2 separate regions of the Hordeum vulgare genome follow, and region 2 is linked to region 1. Evidence: chromatin contacts called from public Hi-C data. All regions are on one chromosome and are shown on one strand. The core of a region is the stretch at or near the end of the contact, and the rest is flanking DNA. Distances in the headings are between cores, read along the strand shown. Region 1 has its middle 59 kb from the start of LOC123425636. Region 2 holds the start of LOC123425638 (zinc finger AN1 and C2H2 domain-containing stress-associated protein 16-like).

Region 1 (2,697 bases), core at 91-2,590:
ATGGATGAACAAGATATCATGCGACTACGTGAAATTCTAGGGAAGTTTAAATGGGGCCGAAACAACAAATAACGATTTCGGAAGATCACCATATGCAAATTAAGATTCCGGTACTGTTATTCCCATCACACAATTTTAGATTTGTTAAACAGCAAAATAAATTCCACCATGTTGTTCTCCACATTTTTCTAGTCAAGTAACATATGTAGAACATTTTAATCGGAGCTACGGTTAATTAGTATTGAGACAAATCGTTTTAACACGACATTTGTGCAAACTAAATTAAAACATCAAGTTAAACATTTTAATCATGGTTTAAAATTGGATATTGTGAAACTACATGAAATTCTAAGCATTTTTCATGTATACAGTTTTTAAATACGATGCACGGTTATTTTGCTATGAATTACATCATTTTAATATGGCATCACACAAAACAATGCAAACATAAAGTTGAGCTATTTTTAACATGTGTGAAAGTTGGAAAATATTAATCTACACAAAATTCTACACATTTTACATGTTTAACTCATTCTAATCCAATGAACGGTTCTCAAGTTATTAGTGCATGAACATGAGGGACTCATATGTAAAACTGCAATTCACTAGATAATTGCAAAAATCGTCCTCCACGGAAGAAAAAAACATATCAGGCTGAATCTGGTGAGCTAATGGGCCAACAGGGCATGGCGTCGTTTAACTATGGAATGCACGGGCGAGGGATAGCGGTTGTGCTTGTCTGGCAGGCCTTGGGCCTGGTTCGGCGGAGCGGTTGGGTCGGTTGAGGCGGGGCGAGCTGAGCCTCACCGTCGCGGTCAATGGGGAGCTTGGCCGGGGTCAAGCCGTGGCCCACCTTTTGTTGGCTCGCATCTCCTGCTCGAGCAATAGAACACCAATGGCGGGCCGCCGACAGTGAGGGGTGGCCGGAGGCACAGGGACGAGCGCGGTTGGCCGGGGATCGCCGGATGCTCGGGCGGCCATCCCGTATCTCGTAGGAGGCGAGACGCGACCAACAAGGGGGCAGCAAGGTCAGGCGGCTGCATCCTCGGGTGCCATGCACGTGGTCTTGGAGGTCATGCGCGGCCAACGGAGGGCTCAGGGATGAGGTCGATCGCCGCGACGCCCGCAGCTTGGGGCCTCCGGGCGGTGGGCGGACTCTGACGAGGGGCTGTCGAAGCTGAAGCGGGGCACCGGCGACGGGAGCAACACAACGAGGTCGAATCGGGCGCGGGAGCGGCTCCCTGGCAGTAGCGGTTGCGGGATGGCTCGGGACGAGCGGCGGCGGCGATTCGGGCCCGACGGTCCGGATCTGGGCTTGCGGGGCCCGCGCTGGTGTATGGGTGGGCAGGGGCAACATGGCGGGATGCGGATCGATGGGGCCGGCGGATGTGGCAGTGTTGGTTGCTCTGTCACGGCCAAGTGGTGGAGATGGGTTGGAGGCGCGCAGATTTTGTTAAGAATAGATTAGTTGCTTATTAATTAAGCTGATTAGGATTAAGTTAATTCTTAGATAGGTTACTTAATCCTCAAGCAACCATGCACTTCCTTAACTCTCAAGGAAACTATGTAATAATTTGGTCTTTAAGTAACTTCAAGTTACTTGACTCCCAAGCAACATGTGTACTTCCGCCCGGTTATAAATACCCCATTGCTATCATTAATAAAGATTAATGATTCATCTTGCATTCATCTCTTTCGATTCTTTATTTTTACTTCAAACACGTTATTAGCACGAAGATTCTACCGAGAGCAGTAGACCTCGTCAGAAGATTGTTGTGCGGCGAACCAAGTTGTAGACACACATGCAGCCATTCTAAACACAAATCAATCATAGCACTTTCTCCCTTTGGGTTTTGTCCTCTTATGTTTAATCAATGATCTAAGAATTACTCATTGGATTAAAGGCATGTACAGGAGCAATTACGGACATGCGCCCGCATGCATGCATCTCTACAAGGAAATCGGGTCAGAGAAACGGCCGCCTGCAAGCATGGCTGTACAACGCACAACGACCACTTTCTTGAAACTGGTGGCGACGGCCACTTAGGCAACTCACAAACATGCATGAATCAAGTTAGTTGTCTTTTGTAGTTATTATAAGAGATCTAATCATGTATCTTCTATTCATCTTATGCATGTACTATTCGTTCGGATTGAGCATGTGTACATGAAATCATCGATTGCTACTCCAAACATGATTCGGGGTGATTTTTTTTACGACGACATGGCGGCGAGGCCGTGCATCTTCACCCACTCCATCAACTCATGTTGTGGCGGTCAGCGACCACATGACTCCCGACAATGGTGGCTCAACCTCACTCGTAGCGGTGCGGGCTAGAACCTCCTAGACGGCAGTCCACGAGGCGCAGCAACAATGGCAAACGACAAGATCAACCTCCTCGATCGAGCCGGTGCACAAAGCTTGGCGGGGCTCCTCCCTCCACCGACGCACGGCGGGGCTTCTTTCAAGAAGCGGCAGCCCAGGCATATCTCCACCCTCCGGTAATAAGCCCATGAGCCTAAATTCTACTACTTGCGTTCACGCCCATGCCCATGGCAAGTCGGTGTCTCATACTATGCATAAAGTTTTAAGACATGCATTTTGCATTCAATACACCTAGTACTACTGTAAAAGTGTTCATACATTATAATATCATCAAATGTAGAACATTATACGCTAGCGATGGCATTGTGTCA
Region 2 (2,697 bases), core at 117-2,616, 200 kb after region 1:
TACTGAAAAGTGAAAACAGATACTCCTTGCCGATTAAGGCTTCTTTTCTGCATGTTGGGGATGAGAATCAAGGGGGGTTTCAGGGGGTGAAACTGACACAATACTTGGGTGCTGCTGCGGTTATGAATACAGGTTCTTTCATCATTGTCAGCCATACTGAAAAGTGAAAACGGGTACTCCTAGCCGATTAAGGCTTCCCCCCCCCCCCCCCCCCCCCCCGGTTTCTAGTTTGGTTAGAGTCCACCATTTCTTGGTACACCAGTAGTTGCTTCTTATTATGTAATGCATTAAGTAGTGTGCTTCAGGTCTCAGGACACTATTCAAAATCTAATATTTCCTTAATGTTAAAAAAGGCTAGCTCTCATGAAATACATATATTATACTTAAACCATGTACACATGTTTGCTTGTTGTTTCTTCAATAATAGGCTTTACAAAAGGTTGCTTCTACTTTGGTGTATGACAATGGCAGTTAGGAACTTAGGATCAAGTAGGTTTTACGTTCGAGTCTACAAACATGTGTCCATAAACTAATAATCTAGCACAACGGCCTTGAAATGAATGTTTCAATCAACCAAAGCATTTCTTTGGCATCCCCCAAAAGTTCATGCAGATCATGTCACTACTGACGAAATACTAAGCAGTGACACAATAACTCTACTTCAGCAACAAAGCCAGCAGAAGCACTGCTTCAAGATGGCAGGCGTTGATACTCTATTGCCCGGAATTGGAGAAAGAAAGGCTCTTCCCTGCTGCCCAGGCAACAACATGAATGGCCAAGGGGCATTGACCAGAATAATTCGGTTTCCCTTAGCCCCTTACCATCTCCTGAGGTGAGTTCTTACTTCTTAGTAGGCTGCCAGATCACAATAAGTAAAACCGCCCAAACTACCACTACCAGGATCTGTTTCAGGAAAGCGCGTGTGCAGAGAAGCAACGATTCTCGCGTTCCACAATCCACAGAGCAATACTCAGACCGGCCCAAGCTCTAAACGCAATTGATCCAACTTTCACGCTAATCAATAGTCAAATTCGGTCAACGAATCAGAGGGACAGGGGGGCGGAAACGTACGAAGTCGCATCGGTCGCAGGTGAAGGGGAGGAAATCGATCAGGTGGCAGTCGCCGACGCTGCAGTGCCGCCCCAGGTCAGGGAACTCCGGCGTGCCCATGGCCCGTCGGAACCGCGCGGCCTTCGGGAGATCCGAGCAAACTCGCCGACTCGCGCCCGTCCGCTCCGACGGCTGCCTCGGTCGCTGCCACCGGCAGGGAAGGGGGGGAGAAGGTCGCTCGCACGCACGCACGCGGAACGGCGGAAGGGGCACGAAATCGATTACAAAAACGTTTTGACGGTGTGTTTTCGGCCAGGCCCTCGGACTAGTCTGCAGTTTATGCCGGGTACTCGTATGACCGCGGGCCCGTATTAGTTGGTACGCGCTTTGTTTTGTGAGGGAAGGTGGAGTTTTTTTTTTATTGTTGTTGTTGTTGTTTGCAACGATGGGGAATGTGGAGTCGGTGGTGAGCCGGTAACGGGAAAAGTGTCAACGGTAGACAGTGGCGAAGCCAGGATTCGCCAAAGGCCCGGTCCATGCTTGCTACAGTGTTATTTACACTCCAGACTCCAGGTCAACTCCACCGCACGACTCCAAACACACGTCTGGTTTGATCAGATTTTGTTCGTTTTGAACGACAATGGGTTCGTTTATGTCTGCTTCTGTCCGTTGGGTTATACGTGCGCCCACCGCGCGGCCGCACCTCAAATCATGTCCGTGTTGAATGTGATTAAAAAAATAGAAAAACTTAACTAAAAAGTAAATAAACGCAGTTAAAAAAACTTAAAACATAACATTAACATAAAAAAGACCATTTTTTCACGACCACAAAACGGTCCAGTTTGACATAATTAACATTAAAAAAACGTCGATGTCGTGGCCGTCGCCGTCTTCACTGACCGTCGGTGTCGTCGTCATCGTCGTCGCTGACGAGGTCGACGTAGGCCAGCGGCGTCCAGAGGTGGGTCGGCGGTCCGTGGTGCGCGGGGGCGGGCTGGAAGCTGGCAGGAGCATGTAGCACCTCCTCCCGTGGCGAGGCGTCCCGCTCCGGTGACGGACGTCGCTCCACAGGACCGGCATCCTCGTCTCCCAGTAGCGCCGGCATACCTCAGCGTTGAGGTACTGCCGATCACGCTGACCGGCGGGCCTAGGGTCGATGGTGAAGGGAGCAGGCGCGGAGGCCCGCCGCGGTGACGATGCGGCCTCCTCCTTCACGGAGCCGCGACAACGTCCCGACGAGGAGCCAGCCTCGCGGTCGTGCTTCCCCTTGCGGTCGTGCTTCCACAGCCCCATGGCTGCGAGGTGGGCGGCCGACGAGTTCGAGGAGGCTAGGGTTTGGGTGTCGGGTTTCGAGGAGGCTGCGGGGTGGTGATGAGAAATGTGGACGACGACCGGTCCACGGCTTCCCCATTTAGGAAGGACCGTGACCGTTCCCTGAGCGGATGACAGGCGGGCCCGGGCGCTCATGCGCATTGATGTGGGTGGGTGGAAGATAGGTGGCCGCCTGCCACGCGGCCCCGACGCGGACGAGCGCGCGTCTGTTTGATGTCCCCCGCGACCCAAACCCCGCGCAAGTTTGCGCTCGAAATGGGTCGCCCCGGACACAAAACGGACAAGATGGGTCCAGACCGTCTCACGCTGGGGTGA

Evidence for each region. A called contact is a pair of places that touch in the nucleus more often than the background predicts.
Region 2: a contact with region 1 is called in a Hi-C map of leaf, with 7 times the contacts expected there. The contact joins the promoter of LOC123425638 here to the enhancer-like site in region 1. A contact is called at or near these places in 2 of 6 Hi-C or Micro-C datasets (leaf and seedling).

The regions. Positions count from the first base shown.
Region 1 is chr2H:155,911,576-155,914,272 of MorexV3_pseudomolecules_assembly, forward strand. No RefSeq gene overlaps it. Among protein-coding and RNA genes, the nearest start is that of LOC123425636, 59 kb to the left of the region's middle. Within about 2 kb of position 1,341, at least 3 of the 3 cell types and tissues checked have open chromatin away from gene starts, as enhancers often do. A contact at or near this core is called in leaf and seedling, where this site is marked.
Region 2 is chr2H:156,109,772-156,112,468 of MorexV3_pseudomolecules_assembly, forward strand. It overlaps LOC123425638 (zinc finger AN1 and C2H2 domain-containing stress-associated protein 16-like), which reads right to left and starts at 1,367. Exons shown (of 2, transcript XM_045109335.1): 1 at 1,072-1,367. The coding sequence starts at 1,170.